Regions from separate parts of the Mus musculus genome. Here regions 1, 2, 3 and 5 are each linked to region 4. Evidence: chromatin contacts called from public Hi-C, HiChIP or PLAC-seq and promoter capture Hi-C data. All regions are on one chromosome and are shown on one strand. Each heading gives the region's core, a stretch centred on a gene start, on an enhancer-like site or on the middle of the called end of the contact. The rest is flanking DNA. Distances are from core to core; before and after follow the strand shown.

Region 1 (3,719 bases), core at 520-3,019, 670 kb after region 4:
CACCACTGAGAACCATTGGTCACAGGCTTGGGACCTGGCTATCACAATCAGGCTGGAGACTCACAGTGACATTCAGAGGAAGCCGTTTCCCCAGCATTACCTGAAAGCAGTGAGGTTAAAGGATCACAATAAAGCATCCACATCTCCTAACTCTGGTCCACACCAATTAACCCTGAAGTTCTTTTCTGGTTTAAATTCTGGTTTGGCCTAAGTCAAGGTCTCTAATAGTCTGGAGGAGTTCCTAGGGCTGCTGAGGGTGACTTTGGAATTGACTCTTTGTCCTCTCACCACTGACACCCTGGCTCTGCAGATTAGGTGTGTGTGTGTGTGTGTGTGTGTGTGTGTGTGTGTGTGTGTGTGTTGCATGTTTGGGCACATGTTTGAGGATGTCTGTATATATTTGGGTGCATGTTCATATGGAGCAATGAGGCCATATTCTTACTAATGCATCAGTGTAGCCAGTGCCTTGAGATATATATATATTTATATGTATATATATATCATCCCATGTCATCGTAGTGGTCTCAGATAACAACTAGTCAGCACAGTACCTCTTTCTGAAAGCTTGTTGAGAGCCAACAGCAGTGCTCCTGTGTATGGCATGGGCCAAATTGTCTGTGGAATATTGGAGTGCATATAGGGATACAGAAGCCAAATGGCACTCCAGAATAGTTTTCTTAACTAGCCATACCACTGTTCCTCTGGCACACTCAGACTCTCATCTCCTTCCAACTGATTACAAACAACCATGGTTCTCAAGGTCTCCTCTAGGATGCATACACATGCATGCTTTCATATGCAAACATTTAAACCACTAGGTTATTTATGCCAAAGCCATGTGTACTGATTATTTTTAACTGTCAATCTGACATAACTTAGAAATGCCTGAGAAGACGGTCTTAATAAGGAATTATCTAGCTCACGTTACCCCTTGGGCATGTATAGGAGGAATTGTCTTGATTGTTAATTGGAGTAGAAAGACCCAGGCCACTGTGGGCAGCACTATTCCCTAGGCAGTAAATGCTGGACCATATATAAGAGGGGAAAGTGAGCTAAGATGAAACAAGCAAACAAGGATCCATGCATGCATTTACATTTATTCTCTTTCTGCTCCTAACTGTGAATGTGATGTGCCTAGCTGTTTTAGATTCCTGACTTTCCTTCCATCTCAAAGATAAGACTGTGACCTGGAAGTGTAAGCCAAATAAACCCTTTCCTCACCTAAGCTGCTTTTTATCAGGGGATTCTATCACACTACTGAAACTAGAACATCGTGTCTCATCCCTTCCTGCTTCTGGGCTCTTTCCTAGCCAGCAATTCCTCCTTCCACTCTCTTTTCTCTCTGATGACCTGTTCATTCTCCAAAGCTCACTCACCCTTAGCACCCTCCTCCCTTGCAAAAAATTATTCTCTCAAATCTTCCAGAAACCTCACTCGTTCTTCATTTTTGGATTCCCCTGGGGCCTGGCACCTATTTTCTTGGAATCTGGTTCATTTGTCCCGGTTTAAGGAGAAAAGATGAGACGGAGCTCATCCCAGCGGCCGCCCTGTGCCAGGCGCTGTTCCCAGCAGACAGTGTCAGCTTATTAATGTTTGCTGAGTTTGAATCACCGTGTGTTCAGAATGTGTACTCACCAGCTGCCCAGATGCACCACACACAGCTCAAGGATGGAGTGCTGCCAGCTCAGGCGGAGAGACTGACTAGGCAGCAGATCCCTGAGCCACAGTGTGGCACACCCTGGGAGGGAGCCCTCAGATGCTCGATAGTAAAAGGAGCTTGCATGTTAGTAGTGATCGGTTAGTAAATGTTTAACAACTGGCTCTCCAGGAAACAGCATGCCCTGGTTTATAGCATTGGCTCATTTCTACAGTGTAAATGGAACTGTGTTCACTGATTCCGAGAGGCCAAGTGACATCACTGAGTGTTTTGTTTGAAGAGATGTTGGCAGGCTCTATGGGTGGATAAGAGGCATCACCCCACAGACGGTCAGCAGGCGTGTCTAACCTGTGCACCACTGACCATGTCACATGTGACAAAAGAAAGCTATGCCATAAATGTGGTCCAACACAAAATCATAAACTTGCTTAAAATACTATGAGATTTGGAGAGTGTTTGTGTATGCGTAATGTGTGTGTTCAAGTGTATGTAAGTACACAGGTATGTGAGGGTGCCCTTGGATGTGTATAGAGGTCAGACAACAATCCTGAATGTAGTTCCTTAGGTTCTGTCTTCGTTTGGGTTTCTGTTGCTGCAGTGAAACACCGTGACCAAAGCAACTTGGGGAGAATGTGTTTATTTGGCTCACACTTCCTAAGGGCTTTTCACAATCAAAGGAAGTCAAAACAAGAACACAAAAACAGAAGGAACATGGAGACCTGAGCTGATGCAGAAGCCATGGAGGGGTGTTGCTTACTGGCTTGCTCCCCAGGACTAACTCAGCCTGCTTTCTTATAGAACCTAGACCAACAGCCCAGGGGTGTCCCACCCAACAGTGGGCTGTGCCTTTGCCTATCAATCACTAATTAAGAAAATGCCCTACAGGCTTGCCTGCAGTCTGATCTTACAGGGGCATCTTCTTAGGTTCCCTCCACTCAAATGGCTTTAGCTTGTGTTGAGCTGACATAAAACTACCCAGCACATGTGCCATTCATTGCGACAGGGTTTCTCATTGTCCTGGATGGGCTAGGATGGCTTCCTTCTCTGGGGGTCTGCCTGTCCCTGCTTCCCAGTGCTAGGATTAAAATGACAAACTACCACACCTTGATGTGTGGGTTCTTGGGGTACAAACTCAGGTCCTCATGTTTGCAAAGCCAGCACTTGTGACGAAGCCATCTTCTCTCCAGCTTGTGATTGTTTGGCTTTTTGGTTTGTTGTTGTTGTTATTGTTGTTGTTGTTGTTGTTGTTTCATTTGATCACATCACTTTTCCAGCATAAACTTTACAATTACAACATCATAATGTCAAAAGGTTGTATGTTTCTGAAAGGCATACAGTCCCTGCTACTATCTCTATATTTATGGTCATGATACTGACCACTAGGGTTGTCATAGCATGCATCTTTCTCATATCTCTGTGTGCAGAATCTTATTCTAAGTTATCATCACCAATGTGTGAATTCTTTTCCCCTGTGTCCACCCTGACACTTTTTTCTCTTGTTCTATTCAACCCCACCATATGCCAGCCACAGTAACCTGCTAAACGCAGTCAGACCCTGTCACTCACTAGATTCAGCAGGCTGGTGGGGCTCAGGATGGGGGTTAGGGGAGTAGCCTTATCTGTAAAAGGCTTGCCATGTAAGCATGAGATCATGAGCATATAAACTCAGAGCCTCAAACCCCAGGTTAATTAAAAATAAGCATAATAAAGCCAGGGATGGCACTATTTGTAATCCCAGCCCTGTGGATGAGAAGACAGGTGTGTCCCCAAGGATGACTGGTGGCCCAGCATCGACAAGGCAGCAAGTCCCAAGTCAAGTAGAAGAGCATGTCTCAAGAAACAAGATGGACTACACCAGAGGAATGACTTCCAAGGTTGACCTATGGTCTCTGCACTACATGTTCCCCTCTCTCTCTCTCTCTGTCTCAGTCTCTGTCTCTGTCTGTCTCTCTCTCTGTCTCTCTCTCTCTCTGTCTCTCTCTCTCTGTGTGTCTCTCTCTTTCTCTGTCTCTCTCTCTCTCTCTCTCTCTCTCTCTCTCTCTCTCTTCCATAAAGTGCCCAT
Region 2 (3,465 bases), core at 908-3,407, 640 kb after region 4:
TGACTAAGAAGTCACCCCAAAAGAAGCTTTTACTAGAGCCATGGCACTCTCTGATCACAGGCTCTGCTGGCCTTTCTAAGATAACCTTTATGTTCACATTTTAAACATTCTATGGAGATGCTTTCCTTCCTTAAAAAGAAGAAGGGGAGAAAGCCTTGAAGGCAGCTGTTTCCTATATGCAGCTGGATTCTGCCACACAACTGTTTCGCCTTTAACAACTTTGTCAAGCTTAATTTGAGAGTAATCTGATTGCAGGTATCAGGTAGGAACAGGACGCTTCCAAGGACCCAGATCCCCACAGAGGGGTCAGTTCTAGTATCCAGGGTGGAAGGGAAGCATTGGTCAGAACGCAGGAAGCCAGAGGACCACAGACTGGCTGTAAAGCGCCAAGTTCACCCCCACGAGTCCACCATGGACTCCAGGAGATAATGCCTATGGGCAGAAGGAATGAGGTTTTCATTGCCAGGTCCCCAGTAACATAAAATCTCACAAACAACCTCCGTAAATCATGCCGTGACAGCTACCGGGCTTGTCCAACGTTAAACATAAGGGACTCTTCTTTTAAGTGGGGCTGCAGTCGCAGGCGGCACCATCTCCAGTCCTCAAACATCTGTAGTTCATCTTATCGTTTGAAGAAATATATGAGTTTCACTGTCTTTTTTTTTTCTTTTAAGCCTTTTGCAGCTTCTGCTCCTTGACTTGTTTGAACACCATCTGCTATGTATAAAATTGGGGGTGGGGGTACAGTGTGGAAAAAGAACATTTGAGAGATCTGTGGAGCGAGAGAAAAAGCAAACACTTCTGTGGGCATCAGAGGCCATCCACTTTCCTTTCTCAGCACCAGCCTCTTGTGGGTGTTGAACTTGGGGTGCTGCCCTGAGCTTAGGCTAGAGCGTGCTCTGGGTTTTGAGGAGTTTGCTTATTTTATTAGTGTGTATGTGCTCTATCTATGTGGAGTATGTATGTCTAGTTCCTGTGTATGCAGGTATATGAATGCAGAGGCCAGAAGGGACAACTACAGATCCTGTTCTATGACCCTGAACCAGAATATCTCACAGATCCAGGAGCTAAGCTGGCAGCCGGCCCCAGTGATCCTCATACCTCCATTCAGCACAAAACCAAGGTTACAGGCACCTACACAGCCTCACTCGGCTCTTTACATACATGCTGGGGATGGGAACACAGGTCCTCACTCTCACACAGCCAGTGGTCTTACGTCTGAGCCACGTCTGAAGTCCCCCATTCTGGGTTGGTCTGGTGCTGGTTAATTCCTTACTAATCAGCTTTGCAGAAACCATGGTGACAGTGAAAGTCCGGCACAGGTGATTCTCGGGTCCTTAAAGACATGGAAACCCACCTCGGGATTGGCTGAGCCCCTCCAAAGTGTCTAGAGATAGGAAAGAAGCTAAATCATGGCCCTTGGAACAAGCAGTAGAGAGGGATGACACTCATATAATAGAAAGGCTAGTGGAGGGAGCATATGTCATAGCATAAAGTCACCACAGGGTGGTACAAACTGCAGTGCACAGTCTCCCTAGGGCTGGTATCTCAGAGAAGCTGAGGGACAGAGCACCAGGCAACTGGGCTGGAAATAAGGGCAGCAGGGGGCCTCCCGGCTCCTTCTTCCAAAGCAGAGGTGTCTGAACTGAAGCAAGCAGTCTACAGGCGACAGATGTTTAAACACTTGACCCCTAAATTAATCACCACCTCTTTGTACCCTAGGCCATGCCTGGTCCAGTTGCCTCAGCCCTAACGTGGTCCAGGCAACATACATAGCTCAAATTCCAGGGACTCCCATTCTATTGGCCAGGAAATTAATTTAAATGATGTTTTTAATGGCCAGAGCGTCATTATGGATGAACTAAGCCAACAGTGAGGACAGAGATTTTACACTAACTCTGAAAGATTTTTGCTACAAGCAGCTGTTGATCAAAAAACTGTTCATAGAACTCAAAGGCCCCTCAGACAATTTTACCATCCCCTAGTGGGGATGGTAAAACAAATACTTAATAAAACTGATTAAAGGGTTGAGGAGCTGACATAATCAATACAGTTCTTGTCAAGCAAACATGAAGACTTGAGTTCTACCCACAGAACTTGTGTATAAAGACTGGACATGGTCCTAGACGCTTGAAATCTCAGCACATGGGAGATGAAGGCAGGTGGATCCCTGGGGGTGGGGGGGGGGGAGGGACGTGGGAGGCTTTCTAGCCAGCCAGCCTAGTCTACCTGATGAACTCCAGGCCAGTGAGATACTCTGCCTTAAAAAATATATACAAAAACGGTAGACTGTTCCTGAAGAATCAGTACCCAAAGTTGCCATCTGACCTTCATGTAGATGCACACATCTTCCCAGTGGTAAAACATGTACCTGAGGTGGATAAGACTTTACCCATTGAAAATATTTTTACTGATTAATAACCCTCGAAATTCTCATTATCTTCAGCAGTATTGATTTTATTATCACAATTGACAAGAAGATGGTGTGACTTTCTAACTGAATTCTTGGTGAATTCTCTTCTTTGATTTCTTCCACTAAACTCCTGGCTGGACCTGCATTAAAGGTTCATATCTGTCTTGAGCCATAATTCTTAGTTTTTTAAAATAGGTTTTATTTTTAAATAATATGTAGATGTGCATGTAAGTGAGTGTAGATGCCGTCGGAGACCCAAAGAAGCTGCCAACTGGAGCTGGTGTTTCAGGCAGTTGCAAGCCATCCAGTATTGGTGCTGGAAACTGAACTTGGGTCTTCTTAGCTGCTGAACTATCTCACCAGGTCCCCTGAGCTACAGTTTTTAAACATTTCTAATCCTTTGTCTCTGAAATGAAATATGAAGATGCCATTAGAACTCATGGGTTTGTTTGGTTGGTTTGGTTTGGGGATTGGAGATCTGATCCAGGACCCAGTGCATGCTAAACCGTTGCTCAACCACTGAACTGCATACCTACACTCTGCTTCTTAATGGCAGGCTGGCGCCTCAGGGTTCCGGCTGTGTGGGGCAATCCACTTGGGTCTGAGTTAAGCATGAGGCTTTGCCTACCATGGGAAAGAAAAGAGGTGCTAAACTGGTCCCGTTCATATTAGCAGAGAGCTGTCAGTGTCTCCCTGTCATGTGTCCCAGCATCCTTCCCATCAAATTTGCCAAGTAAGTGGAGAGACATTTCGGGCAACATTACAAATTTAACCAAGCATGCCCATGTCAGGGCTATATTTTGATGAGATAAAAGAAATTTTACCCCTGAAGGAAACAGGAGAAGAAGACCCTGTTAATCGCACTCTGTGTGTGTGTGTGTGTGTGTGTGTGTGTGTGTGTGTGTGTGTGTGTTTTGTGTGTGTGTATATGTGTGTGTGGGTGCGCATGTAAACTTGAAGGCTAAAGGTCAACTGCAGATGTCCTTTCTCTGAACCTATCCATCTTCCTTTCTGAGATGTGATTTCTCACTGTCTTGGAACTTCTCATTTTT
Region 3 (3,473 bases), core at 403-2,902, 990 kb after region 4:
AGGGGGTTTACTTGCCCAGTATGTAAAGGTCCTAGGGGGTCAAGGCCAAGATGAATAAACTGGAGGGAAAGGGATGGCCCACGTGCAATCACAGTGATAAAGACAACTGGGTTTTTCTAGGAGCCCAGCCACTTCAGGCCATGACTCAATCGATTGGGGACTGGAGACCTATTTAGGTGCCAGGGTCACTGTGCACCCGGGGTCCAGTCTCAAACGCCCAGTACATTTATGCAAAGGACAGCATAGTACGCAGGGAAGCTGGGCGATGCATGTGGTCCAGCGCCCACCCGACCCCAGAGTTTGCTGGGGCGCTGGAGAGTGGCAGGAAACAGTATATAGTTCCCTGGGGTTCCGGGCGCCTGTAATGAACGGTCTGCGGACTCTGTTGGGCCGGGAAAGGTAGGGAGGGGTGTGTGGGAGAAAGTCACTGACCTGCCCGTTCTTGCAGAGATCCGCCCACATGCTGGTTCCGTCGCCGCCACGCATGAGAATGTGGTACGTGAAGAAGTAGATGCCCCGCACCTGGCAGCTGAACTTGCCTGTAGTGGGGTCGTAGTGATTGCCAAGATTGGTGACCACGTCGTCGAACTTGAGCACCTCGTAGCCTTCGTGGGGGCTCTTGAGTCCCACGTAGAAGGCGATCTTGGGACCGCTGAAGGCGGCGCTCAGCGCACTGGTCACTTCTCCCTCCGTGTCGCCACCGCCCCCGGTTCCGCCACTCACCACTCCAACGCCACCGGCCGCGCTGGTTGTCAACTGCAGTCCGGGTAGCCCTGGCCTCCCCGAGTCTCCTTTCTCTCCCGGGGGACCCCTGGGCCCAGGAGGCCCTGGCTCTCCAGGAGGACCCCGAGGCCCTGGCTTGCCTGGTCGCCCCGGATCACCCTTTGGTCCCTGGATAAACGGAGGCGGGGGGTTGGCGCTGAGGTCCTGCATAACTTCCAGGGCAGCGGTACTGGGTCCCGGCGGTGGAGCCTTGGCGCCCGCGGGTCCCCCTGCGGGAGCGACGCTGTATGGGTCACAGATCATGCGGCAGGTGCCCAGCATCTCGTAGTGAGCCGCTCCGGGGGGCGCCGCCTGCAGCAGCAGAGGCACCGCGATCAGCAGCCCCAGTGCCATGGCCAAGAGCACGCCGACGGCCGCCAAGCAGGCGCGCCGCCGCCGCTGCCACAGCCGGGAGGCGACCGCCACCAGCTCCTCCTTGCCGCCTGGGGAGGTAATGGTGGAGCGGCGCCGGGTGGCCCCGCTCTATGCGTTCGGACGCCAACTCCGCAGGTCCCCTCCGCGTCCCCGACGTGGAGACCCCTCTCTTAGCCACCCAACTATTTCAACGAGAGGTATCCGGACCTGGGCTCCTGAGGCCACCGCTCTGGAACTGATCTGGAGAGTCGAAGAGCCCGACACGCATGACGAGGGGCTCACAGGACGAGCCCGGCACCCCGGCGGGGACCGGGTAGTGGCGGCTGGGGAATGCTGGGTCTCAGTGCGGCGTCCGGTGTTGGCTCAGCTGCGCTGGTTCCTGCTCTGCTGGGATTGGCGGGGCTTGGCAGGGTTCGGCGGGACGCGGGATCGGCTCTGCCGCACGCTCTGCTCTGTTCTCCCTCTACTAGCTGGTTCCCGGGCGGAGGGGGTACCCAGCTACCCTAACGTAAGATCAGGACTGAGCGGCGGAGGCGGCGAGGCAGCAGCGTGCGCTGCCATCACTCGGGAGACGGCGCTCTCCTGTCATCAGCTCCCATCCCGCGGCGTCCTCCGGAGATGTGCCTGCTGGCGGCGCCCAGGAGCCACAAGTGGGAGCAGCGGGCAGCAGCCCCTAGCTGGGGCTCCACAGACACACCCACTCTTGCCCACTCTCCTCTCGCAGACCACCAAGCTCTGGAACCCACGCGCGCAATCAGTGGGTGCATACAGCACCCACACACGACCACGATGTGGTGCCTGCGAAGTCCTGGCGGGGTCACCAAATCCATTTCCTATCTGGATGAGCCCAGGTCTCAACCCAAGTCCAGGACAGCCTAAGCTTCCAGTTCAAGAACAGAAGCACACACTGTATGTTGCAGCCTTTTCTGTTTTAAAACAGAAAGCGGGGTGGCAGAGGGGGATTCGCATACTACATACAGAAAGTAACCAACTTCCAAATAGAGGAGTAAGAGGAGGGGCACACCTACATCTTATTCAGAAGGCTGAATGGTCTTATATGTCTAGTCAGCTCTTGGAATTCGAACACGTTTAGTAACTGTTGATGAACAATTTTCAAAATAAAAAGAGGAAAGCAGGGCAGTGATGGTGCATGTCTTTAATCCCAGCACTGGGGAGGCAGAGGCAGGCAGATCTTTGAGTACAAGGCCAGCCTGGTCTACAGAGTGAGTTCCAGGATAGCCTGAGCTACACAGAGAAACCCTGTCTTAAGAAGAAAAAAAAGAGAGAAAGAAAAAAGAAAAAGAAAGGAAGAAAAAAACCTCTAAATTAATTAATTGAGCAACTAAGTGGAAACAATAAATAATTAAAGTAAGGCCTCTGGGGAAACAAGATGTCAGTAGTGGTACTGAACCCTTGTTTCTTTTAAAGGTTGTTTTTTTTTTTTTTAATTCATGTACATTGGTATTTTGCCTGCATGTGTGATCGTGTCAGATTCCCAAGAATTGGAGTTTCAGACATTTGTGAGCTGCTATGTGGGTGCTGAGAATTGCATCTAGGTCCTCTAGGAAGAGCAGCCAGTACTCTTAACTCAAGCCCTCTCTCCCCTGCCTCAACTCTAATTTCTTAAAGGCAGATTCCTTCTCCTCCTCCTCCTCCTCCTCAGGGTCTCAATCTCTTCCCCCTTCCTGTTGTTACTTATTTTCTTCTTTAAATTTAGTTTCTTTCGTAAACATCATACAAAATATTAGATGTCATTATAGCATTTTAAAACAACGTGTTTTAGTAAATTCTCCTCCCTTACCTTCACCATTCACACTGAAGGCACAGGGAGCCCTGCTCCAGGCTGGTGAGTGAGTTCCTCTCCAGGAACACCCCAGCTCCCTCTCCCTGCATCCAAATGCATTTGCACCCCTCCTCCAGCTGGGGCACAATTAAAGGAGAATCATCTATGTCCTTCTACTGCTACTAAAGAGGAAACAGAGCCACACACACTGGGCCCCTGCTCCCCCGGGGAGCTGGGAAGGCACCTACCTCAGAGGGGAAGAGCCCCTGGTCTGGGTAGGCTGGATGTCCTGGTGCTGTCTATCACCTACACAAGTGAGTGACCCCACACCTCTGGTTTCTGGGCCACCTTCCGGGGCGGGGCTTGTGCTCTAAAGAGAGTGGTTGTTTATCAGATGCCATGCTCAGTGGAGTCTCACTTTTCACTGTGGTTGCTTCTGCTCCCACCGCTGGCCACTTGCTGGTCCCACCACAGCACAGGTCTCCACAATATTCCTGCTAAGAACGGCTGTGTGGTTGCTTTGTGAGTTCTCTTCCCTTCCTTTGCAGATACA
Region 4 (3,403 bases), core at 232-2,731:
CATCACCATAGCTAAGGCATGGAGGCGAGAGTGAGGTCACACTGACTGAAGAGACAGGAAAGAAACAGGAAACTGAGAGGAGTGTTGATGCTCAGTGAGCTTTCTCTTTTTTATTCAGCTCTTGACCCCATTGGGGCTGCTCACATCCATGTGCTTCTTCCTTCCTTCTTTCCTGAAATGTTTCTAGAAACATCCCTCAGACATACACCCAGAGGTATTCCCATAGCGATTCTCAATCCTGCCAAGTTGACAAAAATATCATATCATGGATAATATGGGTTATCCCATGTGTATTTTTATTTTTCCTTATAAAACTCTTCATCTGTGCAGCATAATTAGCCTAGGCTTTCAATTACTATGCATAAAAACCTGCAGGAATTAAATTTAAGATTAGCTAGACAAAAACCATTAGAAATACATGAAAAGCCATATTATTACATGCTGAGTCTTTTGGTCCAAGTTTAGTTTCTCTTATTTTTAAGAAATAAATGTGTTGATAAAATGATCAGAAACTGTTAAAGATGCATCTGATTGTTAGTTCAAAGTAAATGAAAACAAAGGCATTTAACCAAATGACATTCTCTTGCTAAATTATAGCAATTACTTTAGGCCCATAGTTCCTACAAAACTCTCCTTAAGACCAATGCAATCAGACCACAAGCATAATATATTTTTGGCTAAGCTCCCCAAAAGATGATATAGTGAACAGCCCAGAGGTGGTAATCAAGCCACTTATTAGCCTTTAAAAACACTCTGTAGAGGAATGTAGTGGTGGGCAGGAAAAATGATCAAAACGTATTGTATATGTATGAAATTTTTCTTTAAAAAAAAAAAAAAAGAGTCCTTAAGGACTTCATACAATGCATTTTTATATTTACTCCCCACTTCCCTGACACATCTCCCGGATTCGCACTCCACTTCCCCACTCGAACTTCAAGTCCTTAAAATCTTCAAGGAATAAAGAAAACAAAACTTCTCTGTACCATTTTCCATCCAAAACAACAGCTCATCTGCACCATCTCCAACGTGCACACTATCCATTCTCTTAATTATGGTTTCCAGTTCTAAAAGGAAGGTCTTAGCTGGGCGTGGTGGCGCACACTTCTGATCCTAGCACTGAGGAAGCAGAGACAAGTAGCTCTCGAGGTCTGCCTGGTCTACCTGGGTAGCTTCAGACCGGCTAAGGCTACATACACTGTGTGACCCTGTCTCAAGAAGGAAGCGCTTTAAGTCAAATTTTGACAGTAACAGAGGTGATAAGGTTTTGTGTTGCTTGGTCTTTGACCCAAGTCTCTCGAGAGCTGATGCAAAGAGCTGCCTTTAATCCGTATTCAGAAAGGATACTGAGGCACACTCCAAGGCGGGAAGAAGTTGCAGGCGACAACCGTGGAGCCTGTCACCCGGCTGGCAACTGCGGCCCACGCAGAGGGTGGAGTCTCGGGCTGCGCGTGCGTGCGCGCACGAGTCCCTCACTCCGCCCACAGAGTCCAGATGCCCATCCAGAACCTCTGACTCCCGAGGGCACCAACAACAGCTGATTTCGCAGCCTCTCCTCCTCCCAGACAGGGTCCCCACCTCCTTCCAGCCCGGAGTGCCCGGCACACCGGAAGTCCTTTTGCCCCGTCTCCGCAGAGCGGAGGCAGTGCGCGCAGAGGCAACCGGAAGCTCCTCTGCCCCTACCGTCAGCGTGAAGCCGCCGGGCGGCGCAGGCGCAGTGCGGCTCAGGCGGAGCTGTGGGAGGGGAGTAGGTCGGGGGCCGGTCCCTGAAGATGGCGGAGGCGGGGGTGAACTGGGGGTCTCCGGGCAGAGCTCAGGTGAGCTTATTTGGCCGGGGACGGCTCGAGGACGGCGGTGGCTTTTGGGAAGAGGAGCTGTTTATGTTTTAACGTCGCAGGCTGGCAACACTCCTAGCTGGTGTTGGGGGATCCAGGACCCGCAGGTGGGGCCTGCTGGGGCGAGGGGTCCCCGGCTTACCTGGAGAGAGGTCAGCGAGATCTAGGGAAAAACCAGCGGGCTCATAGAGGGACAGGCTTTGGGGGATGCCGAGGTCCCTGGACAGTGGAAGACTGTCAGAGTGGAAGAAGGCTGGAGGACAGCGGAAAGGGCGACCCTGGAGGTCTGTTTGGGGACAGAGATGGGCCAGCTGTCTAGTGTACACCTGCCCGGACTCGGTGCCTTGTAGTCTGGGAGGAAGACTCAGGCTTGTATGGGAGATGGATGGAAATTAGGTACATAACCGTAGGAAGTTTAGAATCTACCGAAATAAGAGGACTCCTGAGTTGAAGAGTAGGGATTGTGAATCGGAAGTGAATACCTTTTAGGTATGTATCAGTGGGTGCTGCCAAGCAGTTGTTGCCAGGGCCTAGAAGTCGGTTGGTGATAGTAAGTGGGGCTTTAGCGTCGTTCTTTGGGGATGAGCCGGCTGGTAAAGGAAAACAGTGCTTTGCTGAGGATGGCGTTTAGGGACACGAAAGGAGTTAAAACTTAAGTGAAAAGTTGTTCACGGGTAGTGTGAACTATGTCGTTGGGTGAAATAGATACCCCGAAGTGTTTACTGTTTTGTAGGATTGATGAGGAAATTCTTGGAGAAAGAGCAAATTGAGTTGACTGTTGGGACACTTATGTTGGCTGGTTTCAGTGACCACAGCAATGAAAGACAGTCTCCAGTTCTGGATTAAAACAAAACAAAACAAAACAAAACAAAAAAAAAAAACCAAGGCTTCCATGCGGGGCTTCCTCTCTGCCCCCCCTTCCCCCCTAGCTTTGGGGTTTGGCCCAGACAGTGAACTACTGAATGAAAATGAATAAAGGGGTGTCCCCTGTTAATTAATGACCTGCGGGGGAAAAACAATGACTGATGTTTTCTTCCTCCATCGTTTTTTCTGGATTTGTAACCGCTGATATTACTTGTTTTCATAGTATTCAGCTCGCATCTATTATGAAATGACCAATCTATGAGTCGTTTTGTATTCGGGGAAATTTGATGCTTTAAAAACGGATAATTGTGTTTTAGATAGAGATACTGAAAAGGAAAAGATAAAGGACAGTTCAGTAAAAACACTGTTTTTATTGTGTGTAGAAAATTATCACCAAGCAGTAGATAACATTTTTTAAGGACTAAGCTTTCTGTGCTTTCTGTTTAAAGCAGTGCGCTGTGTGACTGCTGCTTGCTTAATGGTTTCTGTGTTTGGGTTTTAATGTGGGGAGAGAAGAGCAACGGCACTTTTTCTTCCTAGAGCTTCTAACGCACCTTTTGAGAGTCATATCTGTATGCTTTTATTTAAGGAGGGTTAAAGCATGTCATGGAATTGCGGTTTTGTCCTGCTGATGCGTATTCTGTTTTGTGAACGCCGTTCTAATGAGCACAGCATGTGTTAAAAAAAGGGTGGTGGTGGTAGTAATT
Region 5 (3,587 bases), core at 884-3,383, 570 kb after region 4:
CCGGCTCACTCCCAGTCACCGCCTCATTTGGAGGCATGGTGATTTATTTCTTGCTTCTGTGAGCTCTTGGCTAAAAAAAAAATAATAATAATAATGCATTTATATGGGATTTGGATCCAGGACAATTTTTTGTAAATATTATTTTGTGTTTTAGCATCAAGCCAAGCAGCCTGAAAAAGCACTTTCACCTACTTAATCTGATCTGAATCTCAAAATTCGAAAATCTTCCCATAAAAAGAAATCATTCTAAACTCTTTTCCAGCGCTGTGTGTACGCTGTCCAAATTCCCCAAACGCTGGCGCAGTAGCACCATAAGGAAATGACCAGTAATTCCTTCCTTAAGACAGTTCTGATATGGGAGCCTTGTGTGTGAACCATGCTACCTCTTTTCCTCTCAGGCACCTTAGGCAAAGGACTTCACCTTTTGAGGCCTCCATTTCCTCCTTGGGTTAATGGGACAGTACCTGCTTAGCATTGCAAAGGAAGTAATTCACAGTAGCTTAGGGATCCTTTCCTTACTCCAATTGTCCTGAGTTTCCCTTTGTTGAAAGGATGTGTTCCTCTGGGTGTGGTGGTGCACATCTGTAATCCTAGCCCTCGGGAGACTGGGGCAGAGGATTATTTGGGACTAGCCTGGGCTACATAATGAAACCTTAACGAAAAGGGAACAAAGGTAGGGGAGAAAAAAAGAAAGAAGAAGGGAAGAGAATGGAGAGGGAAAAGATGAATGAACTAAAGTATTATGTTATATGATATATATGTGTTAAAATATTAAATGCATTTGTCAGCTCATGTGCTCAAAACCATTTGACTATTGCACCATAGATTCTTATTCACAAATCTGATATTATTCATTCATTTATTCATTTACTCAATCTCAAATATGGATATGCAGTTACTATTCTGGGTGTGGGGCCTACAGATCTGAAGAAACCAGACAGAGCCTTGATCATCTCATAGCTACCATTTAACTAACTACTCAGCATCCTGGTTTGACTGGTGTTTCTGCACGTGGGTGAGAGACTGAAGGCAAGTTCACTCTAAACCCAAGAAGACTGCCTGAGGCTTGGCCTCATGGGAAGTGAGCTGACTCATTCATTTCTGTAAGTAGCAGGCCAGATTCCCAGAAGCTGGGCGGCCAGGGTCACACGATACTGTGAAGTGTCAGGCTGATGAGATAACACTTGCCACACAAGTGTGAGGCGCTGCATTCAGATCCCCTCGCCCATATGAAAAGTTGGGCTTGGAGTTACCTGCCTACACTCCCAGCACTTGATAGGCAGAGGCAAAGGATGACTGGGTCTCCCAGTCAGCCAGTCTGGACAAATCTCTGAGCTCCAGGTTTAGGGTGAGACCCTATCTCAACAAATAAGGTGGAGAGAAATTGAGGAAGATGTCTGGCATTGACCTCTGACCTTCATAAATGTGCACACACACACACACACACACACACACACACATACACACCCCTTTGAGCTTCTTTGCAGCTATCACTGCAGCTGGATGCTTTGTTCCTGAGGATCCCGACCCAGTTCCTGGAGCCAGCAGGAGCATAGTTTCCTCCAGGCCCCCGTGGTATTCTTACCGGCCATACTGGGGATTACACAGCCTTGAACTGACTCCCCGACAGCTTGCCTTAAAGTTGAGTCTATCCCAAAACGCTTGGCTCCAGCTCCACCTCATGACTTTTTCTAGCTGACGGATATGTTTCCAGCACAAGAGAGGTGCTGACAGCTCTTGTCATCTCTGGGGACTCAGACCTTCGCCAATATTCTGTCCCTCCCTGCTCTGAGACAGACTTCATGTCCCAGTGCCCATTAATATAAAACAAAACAAAAGGCCAGCTGGGCCTTCCAATGTTGCACAGCCTCCCTCCCTTTCTTCTTGATCTTCCACAAGCATCAGGACCTAGACTGGAGTCCCTGGGGATCAGTACCAGGCAGGTTGTGGGAACCAAAAAAGCATCTGCATGAGGGTAGGGAGATGGCTCTTTCAGTGATGTACTTACCATGCAAGACCTCTGTTTACATCTCCAGCACCCTCGTTAAAAAGCCAAGTATGGTAGTAGATGCTTATACGAGGGAGGCAGAAACAGGCCAGCCAGCCTAGCTGAATCAGAGAGCTACAGGTCCTTAAGAAACCCAGTCTCAAAGGTGGACAGTGCCTGGAAGGAGAGGACAGCTAAGGCTGTCCTCTGGCTTCTACATAAACATGTGGACACACACATACAGACAGACACACGTACACACACACACATACACACATTCTCTTTCAGGGTTATTGAAGAGACCCAAATTTCCCTTGGATTTCCCTGCTCAGCCCCTCCTCAGAATCAGTCCTCAGTCTTGAAAGGAATGCAGAGGACAGAAGGGTGACTCAGAAGATGGTGGCCTAGTCATCTGCTTCCCATTGTGGACTGCATTTTTCACATGTTACTGGGTGAAGTTAGCAACTGCTAGAAATAGAACAGAGAGATAAAGGGGGAAGAAGGGGGAGAATCTCAAGTTCTCTGGAGAAATCGGCCTGGATTCAGGACTTTGGTGTTACGGGGAAAGTCATCCTGCTTTGAACAGCTCTTTCTGACTCACATGTTGGCAAAGAATGTGCCGACCAGATAACTCCCTCCCCTCCCCCCGCCTGAAGCTGCGCTGCTGAAATCTGAACTCGTTCTAGTCGTCCTTGCTGACTTGTGAAAGAGATCTCTCTATATTCATTTGGGCTCACGCGTGTCACATGATCCCAATACATTCCAAATGCTAGGCTACAAGATTACTACTTAACCAAGGACAAACCAACAGGAATTTTAATCAAGACAATATCCAATAATGAATAAAGATGGAATGTTTTTTGGAGGAGATCCAGGATACACATTTGGGAATTTTTAATCTTGCTCGTCTTTGAATCTGGCAGAAATATTTTAAACTTTTCTGACCATGCCACTGCAGGCTGGATCCAGAAACCAGCTCTATCTAAGGTATTGAAGTATTTCATCTGCTCAGACATCGAATTTTCCAAACCCAAGCCAGTAATTGATACCAGATTAACTCAAATATGAATCAGCAGTCAAGTTCCTTTAAGTGCAATGTTTAAGATGAATTATTTTATGATACAAAAGATAAAAACCATCAAGATGATAGTGATCAGAACCTGACAGGAATGGCTGTGTCTTAGAAGTACTTTCCTTTGTTGTTTGTGTTCAGGACTGGCTTATCTGTGATAGTCCATCTGATTACTTAATTAAACCAAACTCAGTTATTGGAGGCCAAGTACTAAAGGGTGTTTGCCAGGCATGGTAGCACACGCCTGTAAGCTCAGGATTTAGCAGGCTGGAGGAAGAGGGTAATCATAGCCTGGGACAGTGTGAGAGTCGGGATCAGAAATGACAAATACTTCTGAATTGACACTAAACATACAGGATGCCTTTTAATAATTATTATTATAATAATTATAATCAGACCTGGAGAGATGGGTCTGTGGGTAAAGTGCTTGTCAAGGACCCACACTTGAATCCCTGGCTCCCATTAAAAAACCCAGGAGTGTCACTGCATACCTGAAGGCTCATACCTGGGGACAGTGGGGATAGGAGG

Evidence for each region. Promoter capture Hi-C pulls out the DNA fragments that hold promoters and counts their contacts. Hi-C and Micro-C count contacts between places; a contact is called where the count stands out from the background. HiChIP or PLAC-seq counts read pairs in DNA pulled down with a chosen protein or histone mark.
Region 1: a contact with region 4 is called in a Hi-C map of muscle stem cells, with 2.6 times the contacts expected there. The contact joins the enhancer-like site here to the promoter of Insig2 in region 4. A contact is called at or near these places in 4 of 39 promoter capture datasets (the 3T3-L1 cell line, cranial neural crest, liver and 1 more), 1 of 484 Hi-C or Micro-C datasets (muscle stem cells), 7 of 115 datasets of contacts at active chromatin or transcription factors (astrocytes, cardiomyocytes, embryonic forebrain and 4 more) and 1 of 9 other capture datasets (pancreatic islet).
Region 2: a promoter capture Hi-C map of the 3T3-L1 cell line shows a contact between it and region 4, with 3 times the contacts expected there. The contact joins the promoter of 2610027F03Rik here to the promoter of Insig2 in region 4. A contact is called at or near these places in 3 of 39 promoter capture datasets (the 3T3-L1 cell line and embryonic stem cells).
Region 3: a promoter capture Hi-C map of hippocampal neurons shows a contact between it and region 4, with 2.4 times the contacts expected there. The contact joins the promoter of C1ql2 here to the promoter of Insig2 in region 4. A contact is called at or near these places in 5 of 39 promoter capture datasets (embryonic stem cells, hippocampal neurons, liver and 2 more), 3 of 115 datasets of contacts at active chromatin or transcription factors (astrocytes, embryonic limb bud and large pre-B cells) and 1 of 9 other capture datasets (embryonic stem cells).
Region 5: an H3K27ac HiChIP or PLAC-seq map of the NIH/3T3 cell line shows a contact between it and region 4, with 2.8 times the contacts expected there. The contact joins the enhancer-like site here to the promoter of Insig2 in region 4. A contact is called at or near these places in 3 of 39 promoter capture datasets (the 3T3-L1 cell line and 3T3-L1-derived adipocytes), 1 of 15 datasets of contacts at CTCF or cohesin (the NIH/3T3 cell line), 1 of 484 Hi-C or Micro-C datasets (muscle stem cells), 2 of 115 datasets of contacts at active chromatin or transcription factors (the NIH/3T3 cell line and pancreatic cancer cells) and 1 of 9 other capture datasets (embryonic stem cells).

The regions. Positions count from the first base shown.
Region 1 is chr1:120,653,256-120,656,974 of GRCm38.p6, reverse strand. It overlaps a transcript of 2610027F03Rik not described here. Among named protein-coding and RNA genes, the nearest start is that of 2610027F03Rik, 30 kb to the left of the region's middle. Within about 2 kb of position 1,769, at least 37 of the 459 cell types and tissues checked have an H3K27ac peak or open chromatin away from gene starts, as enhancers often do. A contact at or near this core is called in hepatocytes, muscle stem cells, pancreatic cancer cells and 1 more, where this site is marked.
Region 2 is chr1:120,684,107-120,687,571 of GRCm38.p6, reverse strand. 2610027F03Rik (a long non-coding RNA gene) reads right to left here and starts at 2,157. Exons shown (of 3, transcript XR_001779385.1): 1 at 1-2,157.
Region 3 is chr1:120,338,761-120,342,233 of GRCm38.p6, reverse strand. C1ql2 (complement component 1, q subcomponent-like 2) reads right to left here and starts at 1,652. Exons shown (of 2, transcript NM_207233.1): 1 at 433-1,652. The coding sequence starts at 1,116.
Region 4 is chr1:121,326,102-121,329,504 of GRCm38.p6, reverse strand. It overlaps Insig2 (insulin induced gene 2), which reads left to right and starts at 1,481. Exons shown (of 6, transcript NM_133748.2): 1 at 1,481-1,814.
Region 5 is chr1:120,756,492-120,760,078 of GRCm38.p6, reverse strand. The region is part of intron 2 of 2610027F03Rik (a long non-coding RNA gene); the gene reads right to left. Among named protein-coding and RNA genes, the nearest start is that of Gm29345, 48 kb to the left of the region's middle. Within about 2 kb of position 2,133, at least 87 of the 459 cell types and tissues checked have an H3K27ac peak or open chromatin away from gene starts, as enhancers often do. A contact at or near this core is called in the NIH/3T3 cell line, muscle stem cells and pancreatic cancer cells, where this site is marked.